Regions from separate parts of the Mus musculus genome. Here region 2 is linked to region 1. A link is a contact called in public promoter capture Hi-C data. All regions are on one chromosome and are shown on one strand. The core of a region is the stretch at or near the end of the contact, and the rest is flanking DNA. Distances in the headings are between cores, read along the strand shown. Region 1 holds the start of Tspyl1 (testis-specific protein, Y-encoded-like 1). Region 2 overlaps Gm26564 (a long non-coding RNA gene).

What was found. Promoter capture Hi-C pulls out the DNA fragments that hold promoters and counts their contacts.
Region 2: a promoter capture Hi-C map of the HPC-7 cell line shows a contact between it and region 1. The contact joins the enhancer-like site here to the promoter of Tspyl1 in region 1. A contact is called at or near these places in 6 of 39 promoter capture datasets (3T3-L1-derived adipocytes, the C10 cell line, the HPC-7 cell line and 3 more), 15 of 484 Hi-C or Micro-C datasets (the HPC-5 cell line, the HPC-7 cell line, LSK cells and 6 more), 12 of 115 datasets of contacts at active chromatin or transcription factors (the HPC-7 cell line, the SCID.adh cell line, bone marrow-derived dendritic cells and 4 more) and 3 of 9 other capture datasets (adipose tissue, liver and pancreatic islet).

Annotation. Positions count from the first base shown.
Region 1 is chr10:34,280,027-34,284,810 of GRCm38.p6, forward strand. Tspyl1 (testis-specific protein, Y-encoded-like 1) reads left to right here and starts at 2,164. Exons shown (of 1, transcript NM_009433.3): 1 at 2,164-4,784. The coding sequence starts at 2,255. The coding sequence ends at 3,394. The region is part of intron 1 of Gm26564 (a long non-coding RNA gene); the gene reads right to left.
Region 2 is chr10:34,247,461-34,251,982 of GRCm38.p6, forward strand. All of the region lies in intron 1 of Gm26564 (a long non-coding RNA gene), which reads right to left. Among named protein-coding and RNA genes, the nearest start is that of Tspyl1, 32 kb to the right of the region's middle. Within about 2 kb of position 1,946, at least 35 of the 459 cell types and tissues checked have an H3K27ac peak or open chromatin away from gene starts, as enhancers often do. A contact at or near this core is called in the HPC-7 cell line, bone marrow-derived macrophages and pre-megakaryocyte-erythroid progenitors, where this site is marked.

The sequences.
Region 1 (4,784 bases), core at 914-3,413:
ATTACTATGTTCTGCTAATTGAAAGCTTACAATGCTACCTACTTTATATATCATTTTATACTTTATACATCTTGTGTCATCTTCATATTAGAGTTCTAAAATATAAATGATAGTTTCCATTTTAAGTATTAACAATTATTTGAAATTGTGGGGCAGTGGTGGCACATGCCTTTAATCCCAGCACTCTGGAGGCGTAAGCACCAGATAGAGTTCCAGGACAGCCAAGGCTACACATAGAAACCGTCTTGAAAAACAAAGACAAAAATCAAAACAAATCAAATTAATTCATTGATTGGTTGTGTGTGTGTGTTTGTGTGCCATGGGGGATCCTTGTGGTGAACAAAGGAAAACTTGCAGGAGTCATTTTTTCTTTCTTCCCCATTGGTCCGGTCTTGGGGATTAAACTTATCTTTAGGCTACGCAGCAAGCACCTTTGCCTGCCTAGAGGGGTGACTTGTCCAGGTCAAACAAACCAAAGCTAGAACTTGAATCAAGTTGAAGACAAATGGGGACCTTGTCAGACTAAACAAAACCAAGTGGACACTTCTATATGATAGTTAGTGGAAAATAATAATAAAATGAATCATGTCTAAGATGCATCGTCTAACATTCATAGTTTAGTCTCAGTAAAAGACTGTGGCTCAATTTCATTTACAAGAATCCATTCTGTCATAGGTGTAGCATCATTTTCTAAAGGAGAAGTCGCTCCCTCTAGTGACAGTCGTTGGAAATAACACGCCTAGCAAGAATTTAACCGTGGAAATTCCTTTCTCTGTGTGGAAGAAACAGTGCAAGGGAGAGAGGAGGAGACATTATTTACCAGAACTTCACCAAAATTGGATTACAGTTTCAGAAGACCTGACATAGGCATCTGTGTCACTCTCCATCCGCAGTTACTTTTATGAGATGTGTAATTTTCTAACCACGCCATTCTTATTGGTGCGTTTACCACTGTGATAAATGCCACGTCATATAGTTCTTATAATAACCTAAGTCGGTGACCCCTTTGCTATACTAAAATCGCCACCACTACAGTAAGCTTTATAGTAAAATTGTTAAATTTTCTATTTATGTGTGTAGATGGGTTATATTGTCTATGAACTTTATCGAAAAACGTTAAATGGTGTTTTGGAAATATTTGTTATACAGAAGGTGACATTTTTCTGGTAAATTTGAATTTGAGGACCACGAATAACTACCTTCTTTTTCTCAAAACAGAAAGGAAATGAATGTGTTCTTAAATATTAATCTATTTATGGATGCGGAAAGGAGGTGGGAGAAAATATGTATCAACTTGATATAGACTATGCATTTATGCCTATGTCCTAAAGTGACGTCACATCCCGTTCAGAGAACCCGGGAATCAAATGTCCAGGGCTCAAATCATCGCTCTGTCATTTTCTATGTTATTCTGGTAAGAGACCCAGTCTCTCCTTGTCTCAATAAAATGGATATCTTAATACATCAGAGGATTGTTATGCAAACTATTCGATGCCACGGTGCAAGACACACCAGTAAAAACAATCATTAATGATGACCACAAAATCTTTTCCAAAAAGAATAATTCCCAAAGCAAACCCACAGATCTTTGTTCCCCAGTAACGTCAGAGCTTAGAATAGAACTGAGTTTTTATTATTATTTTGAGCCAACGTGTATGCAGCCCAGGTTAGCCTCCAAGTCAACGATCCTCCTCAGCACCAGAGCACTGAGGCGACAGACAAGGGCCATCACACCAAGCTAGACTTCATTATTTTTTTCAGTTCTGTGGTGGTGGTGGTGGTGGTGGTGGTGGTGGTGGTGGTGGTGGGGAACCGTGGCATTCACCTTGGTTAATACAAACATTTGGCTCCTAGCTTTGTCTAATACCAGGAGGTGTTTTTACCGTTCCACATAAGTGGAAAGGGGATGAACTTGTTTGCAGACACAGACACACACACGGCTGCAGCCCGGATGCGGGCGAAGGGTCCAGAAGCCAGGTCCAGAAGCCCCGCCACTGTCTTCAGTCTCCTAGGATGATTGACATCCCTTTACGGAAACAAACGTGACAACCGCTATCCGCTACATTTACAGAAGCCAAACAAATACGGAAGTCACGAGCTGAAGAACCAATCAGGTGCGCTGCAGGTTCTCGCGAGACTTGCGGGCTGTGGCTCTGGCGTCACTGCGCTGGAGAGAGCGAGGGGCGGAGCTGGGGTTGCGGGGGACCGTGAGGGTTGTTGTTTGTAGGCGGAGGTCTGCGCGACTAGACCCGACATGAGCAGCCCGGAGCGGGACGAGGGGACCCCTGTCCCCGACAGCCGCGGCCACTGCGATGCTGACACTGTCTCGGGGACCCCAGACCGGCGACCGCTGCTCGGCGAGGAGAAGGCGGTGACAGGTGAGGGCCGCGCAGGGATCGTGGGGAGCCCCGCGCCCCGAGATGTCGAGGGCCTTGTCCCCCAGATTCGGGTGGCCGCAGCTAGGCAGGGAGAGTCACCTCCTTCCGTTCGGGGCCCCGCGGCAGCGGTGTTCGTGACACCGAAATATGTGGAGAAGGCCCAAGAAACTCGGGGAGCGGAGTCCCAGGCCCGTGACGTGAAGACGGAACCGGGCACCGTCGCGGCTGCAGCGGAAAAGTCAGAAGTGGCCACGCCAGGGAGCGAGGAGGTGATGGAGGTGGAGCAGAAGCCCGCGGGCGAAGAAATGGAGATGCTGGAGGCGAGTGGAGGAGTGAGGGAGGCGCCGGAGGAGGCAGGGCCCTGGCACCTGGGCATAGATCTTCGCAGGAACCCGCTGGAGGCCATCCAGCTGGAACTGGACACTGTGAATGCTCAGGCCGACAGGGCCTTCCAACATCTGGAGCAGAAGTTTGGGCGAATGCGACGACACTACCTGGAACGGAGGAACTACATCATTCAGAATATCCCAGGCTTCTGGATGACTGCCTTCCGGAACCACCCTCAGTTGTCCGCCATGATTAGGGGTCGGGATGCAGAGATGTTAAGGTACGTAACCAGTCTGGAGGTGAAGGAACTGAGACACCCTAAGACTGGCTGCAAATTCAAGTTCTTTTTTCGAAGAAACCCCTACTTCAGAAACAAGCTGATTGTCAAGGAATATGAAGTGAGATCATCTGGTCGAGTGGTGTCTCTTTCCACTCCAATCATTTGGCGGAGAGGGCATGAGCCCCAGTCCTTCATTCGCAGAAACCAAGATCTCATTTGCAGCTTCTTCACCTGGTTCTCGGACCACAGCCTTCCAGAATCTGACAGAATCGCTGAGATTATCAAAGAGGATCTGTGGCCAAACCCACTGCAATACTACCTGTGTCGTGAAGGAATCCGTAGACCCCGACGTCGCCCAATAAGGGAGCCAGTGGAGATTCCCAGGCCTTTTGGCTTCCAGTCAGGTTAATCTTTGCATTTGAAAATGCGGCCGGAACTGGTCCCTTCTCACCTGTGCTTGAGCAAATGCAACGGGTATGCAGTGTTTTGATTTCTTTCCTCCTGACTTTTCTGCATCTTCTATCTGGATAGTCTCCACCTCGAGATTAAGACTGGACATGCTTCTGCTTTCCCATGGCCTTCATGCTGTTCTGAATTAGTATCTGCTGGTTCACGGCCCTGGCTTATACCCTTTCTAAGCTCAACAATGAAACTGTATGTTACACTGCCTTTACACTGTTTGGACCCTATTGTTTTCAGTCTTACCTGTTTACTGCCACCTAGATGTCTTGCTTTAACTGGGGGCCCTTCTATTTATCTGTTCATCATGTGGCAACGTGGACACAGAGTTTTTGGACAGTTGCTGAGCCTAAACATTGAAGGAGTGGGCCACTGTCTGTGTGATTTTTTTTTTTTTTTTTTTTGGCACCACTTTCTAGGTTATATCACACTCCATTGTGTTTGCCAGTGCTCCTCACCCTCACTCTCCCACCTTTCTCCTGCTATTTTAAAGAAAAGTAGTTCAGAAACATCTGTAAGGCCAGGAGTCATTTATACTTAGCATTTCCTGAGAAGATACTCTGTAAAAGAGGAAACAACTCTGCCTTGTCTCCTCTCTTACCCACTCCCCAGCCTGGTTAGCAAGCTCTAAAAAGCTTCCAGGGAGACAGCTAGATGGAAACAGCTGAGCCCTTCCTAATATATGGAAGAACTAAAGAAGTTTTGATGGGTACTCTAAGCAGAAAAAGTGAGCTGAAAAGGCTTAGAATCAAAATAAGTCAGATAAAAATTGGGCTGAGAATGAAGACAGGACACAGCTTACACATCTTGGTCAGTCAGTGGTGATGGGAAGAGAACTAATTTCTCAGGAAAAAATATTTTCTCTGAGTGTTGAATGTTGCCTAGATAGTGCTTCTTTAAAGAAGCAGTGCAAGTTTGAGTTATTTTCCTCTCTTTATATGTGATCTGATATAAGTGAAAGTATAATATTTTGCCCATCTTTTACCAATATTTAGTAAAATGCTACTTGTTTCAACTTACTGAAAAAATTTAAACACTTTTGTTTGCATTTATTTGAAACCATTTGGAATATTGTAAGACAACTCACTCTGTAGACCAGGCTGGTCTTGAACTCAGAAATCCGCCTGCCTTTGCCTCCCAAGTGCTGGGATCAAAGGCGTGCGCCACCACTGCCTGGCTAACAGTAGTCTTTATAATACTGAGACTGAATATTCGTAACAGTTTTCGATATTACTCCAAATTCTTAGAAACGGCTTGGATAATTGGTCTTAATCAAATGTGTCAAATTATTGTTTTCATGGAAAAGTAAATATGTGACTTGATTGTCTTGATATAGTTAT
Region 2 (4,522 bases), core at 696-3,195, 33 kb before region 1:
GGACCGCTAGAAGAGTAACTTAACATCTATGAGGCAAAGAGAAGGGTAAGGCTATCAGTGAAATGGGACAAAGGGTTGAGTCTCAGCTTGTTTGCTTCAGACTTGTTGAATATGAATGAGAGGGGACAATGGGTGGTAGGGCCCACATGGTGTTGGCCTGCTACTGGCCTTTGCCTAAGCCAGGTTCTCTTTGTGTTTTATACACATCATTGCTCACACGCAACCCTCAGGACCTCATACAGGCCAGACTTATGTAACCTCTTTCCACCCTGCTCTTCAAAGGCAGCTATGTTTACCCTGACTTTAGGGTAACAGCTCAGAAAACTCACAGATTCAATTTGAAAAGCTATAAAAGGGGGGTGGCATGCAGTGAGGGTTTCACGTGAGGCTATTTGACCTTGCTGTAACTGGTCTAAACTGCCAGCTTTCATTCACTGTTACAACAGAAAAGGGAAAATAAGCAAAATGTCTTTGTCGCTAGATCCTGCAATTTGTTGCATATGTCTTGGCTTCAAGCCCAAAATTAAAGAAAAATCTGTCTACTCGCCAATGGCAGGATGACAACATAATATATTAAAGTCACATCAAAGTGGTCACAGAGTTAGCAGGAAAGGGAGCCAGCAGACAGCTCTGAGACTTTGGTTTCCTGTATAGGTGGGAAGAAACTCCTTGAGGTCCTGGGAAGACAAACAGGTGGGTTCTTGAAGCTGCTGAGTTGCTTCTCATAAGTAGGAAAGCCTTTTCTCTTTTGCTTCATGATTTGCTTCTGAGGATTATTAATTAGCTATAGCTTTGCTGCGTGGGGCAGGGAAACAACAAGGGACCCAGAAAGGAGGAATAAGTCAGACAAACCAACCACTAAAAATAGCTACTCATTTAAAATGCCCCTGTAAGTACAATTGGGGCATTAGACTGGGATGTGAGAAACAGAAAGACCAAAAACCCAGTAACAATGAAAAAGACATTATAAAAACATGCACCCAGGACAGACAGGATGGTGTGCATCTTCCCTCATAGGAGTCCCACACAAAATTAACTACAACTCAGAACCAACTTACATCTCTCTTGAACTATGAGTTATATCAACTGATACGCTGTGCTTTTATGTTTTAAAATAAGTTTCCCATTATTTTTAAGTAGACTTAAATTATCTTCAGAATCTCTTAGTTTGTTGGTGCTGTTCACTACACATGAAATGCTGTGGAATTCTATTATGTTAGAACCAAAATGAATGAAATACATTATAGTAACACGAAGTTTTGGAAACGTGATAAAAATAAGTACATTTTGGGCTGGAGAGATGGCTCAGCCGTTAAAGGCTAGGCTCACAACCAAAAATAAGTACATTTTGTAAAACTTGCAGAAGTCAGTTCTTTCCTTCTGTTATGTGGGTCCTGGGGATTGAACTCCGGTGGTCACGATTAGCCGCAATCACCTTACCTACTGAGCCATCTCACTTGCCACTTGTTTCTTTTTTTTTTAATTTCATTTTTAAAATTTATTTATTTATTTATTTTGTGAGTACGTATTGTGTGAATGCACGTTACACAGTACATGTGTGCAGGTCTGAGCATATCCTGTGGAAGTTGGTTCTCTTTATCTACAATGGATAGAGACTGAATTCAGATCAGGCTTGGTGGCAGGAGCCTTTACCTGCTGAGCTATATATATATATATAAAACTCCCCATCTTTTTTTTTTTTTGGAGCGCTCTCTCCCTGGCCTGAAACACACCAAGTAAGCCAGGCTGGACAGTGGACCCCAGGCTTCTGTCTGTTGCCACCTTTCCAGGAGTTTTCAGGTGTGTACACTATTATTTTACTTATGCATACAGATGCTTTGCCTGAATGTATATTTGTGCACCATGTTTGATGCCTGTGGAGGCCAAAATAATGCACCAGATCTCCAGGAGCCAGAGTTATAGATGATTTTGAGTTACCATATAAGTGTGGGAAATCAAGCTTGGATCCTCCAGAAGAGAAGCCAGTTATCATACCACTCATCAGTTTCTCCAGACCCATGTCTGGAATTTTTGTTTTAAAAATATGAATTCTAAAGATTGGACTCATTCCTCATGTTTGTACAAGCGTTACTCCCATTATCTATACAGCTTGGACAAGAACATTTAAAAACAAGTCTATGCATAATTAAAGCATACAATAATAGCACTATAATTTCTTGGCTACATTTCTAGTGAAGAAATACTCATTACCAAGTGTGGCATAGCCGAGTTTTGTGGTAGGTCTAATTTTAGCTTTTTGAGGAAGCTCCACATTGATTGATGTTCATAGTGGCAGCACTGCTTTGTCCTTCTCCCACCACTGAAGAATTGTTCCTCTTTACGTTCACAGCCACATCCCCCCCCCCACCCCCCAACTTAGTCATCTGACTCAAGTAAGATGAAGTATCATAGTAGCTACAATTTGAATTTCCCTATTGGCTCAGGATGTTGAGCAATTTTTTAAAAATGCTTCTTGGACATTTGTGTTTTATCTTTTGAGATTTCTCTCTTAACTTCCATATCTATTTTTTAAAAATTGAGTTGTTTGTTTTCTTGATGTTTAGTTTTTTTTTTAATTCTGTGTATATTTTAGATACTAACCCGCTGTTACATGTAGAGCTGGTAAAGAATTTTTTTTTTTCATTTTGTAGGCTGTATCTTCACTCAAGTAATGGTGTCCTTTGCTGTACAAAAGCTTTTTAGTTTCTGGAAGTTCCACTTATTAGTTGATCTTAATGCCTGTGCTATCAGGGTCCTATTCAGAAAGCCCTCCTGAGACAATGAATCCAAGTGTGTACTCACTACTTTCTTCTCTAACAGATTCCGGGTATCAAATGTTATGCTGAGGTTCTTGATTCAGGGAAGGTAGAGGAGGGAATATGGTGATGGATAAATAAAACTAAAGTCCTATGGGAATCTACTATTGTAGAAGTTTCTAAACACACACACACACACACACAAACACAAATAGTTAAAATGTATTTACCCTACAATTGGGCAACCAATGTCCCACTAGACAGCCCAGGCTAATGAATAAAAATCTTTGTGCTAGGTATGGGTTATCTCCTCTGGAGTCTTTTGTCAGTGAGGTCCCCTTACCCTCCAAATATTACAGGCTATTGTCAGTGCTCTTGGTTACCTGCCAGAACTTGATAATAATACCCTCTTGCTGAAGATACCACATATTTGAACCATAGAATAGGGAGAAATCAAGCTTGCCCTGATCTGGAAGCTTAATCTCTACTGGCTAGCTTCCATAGTGCTGGAAGGAACTCTGCATGGTACTAGAGGAGAAAAATAATCATCACTCTTGTAGCATTCCAACTGTGAATCCTACAAGCTGCAATAATGGCTTGTCTGGCAACAATAGCCACTGGTGCAATAATGGCATGAGCATCATCATGGAAGTAACCATTTTTGGGTTGACCTACACTATATGAATACCTATTGTAGAAATTGCCTAATTCACAGCATACACACACACACCACATACATGCACAAAGTGGACCATCATTATTGGACCATGGACCTGTGGTTAGATAGGTTATAGGCCACAGAAGAGAACATACTACTACTATACAGCTAAATTGACATAGTATTAAAAACAACCAATGACTTGTTGCTATACCCACAGATTAATGCACCCTTCAACATTCATAAGAGAAATTTCTATTTTCAGTAGATGGTGATTAACTGAGAACCATGACTGTTCACCATTCAGAGATTAAGAGACTGCAGAATGCTCAGCCCTAAATGAAATGTAGATAGCATGTTTTGTCCTCCTAACACTTGGGAATCATTGCTGAAGAGACTATGAAAAAAAGGTAAGAGCCAGAGGTAGTGAATGGAAGCACTATTTTCTGGACACAGCTTGGTAGTTGTAGGTATGAACTCAGCAGTTGTGACAGCATGCACAAGACCTTTGGAAGCTCAAGTTAGATAAAATCCCAACCTGGAGAGAAGTCAGTTTTCTTTAAGAATATAATCCCTGGTGGGCCAACCACCCTTCCATGGAAAGCCACACATGCAAGAATATATGGGCAGTACACCTTGAACTTGATGGGTTAAAAATAAAATTCTAAAAAGATATAAAGTTGGATCAGAGGAGAAAGGAAGTAGATGTGAAAGGAAGTGAGAGAGATGTTAAAGTAATTAAAACACATTGTCTGAAATTCTCAAAGAACCAGTTAAAAATGAGATCGAGTATCTTCATTACATGCATTGCTTTTATTGGATTCTTTATTTTTCTAGATAATTGAGTATGAATTTTACTGCCTAATTAGAAAAAAAAAAGAGGCATCTAAATCAGTTATCCACACAATGGTACAATGACCTAATATGATTGGCTATATCCCTTCAGGAACAGAATCCCCGACTGTATCAATGACATGTTTTTACTAGCAAGTGGGGAAAGAATGTACTGTGTTTAAAAGCTGGCTGACACTTGACAAGTGATTTTCACTTTACAAGAGGAATGGAAAGAAAAATCTCTACTGACTTTTTAGAAAACACTAAGATATGG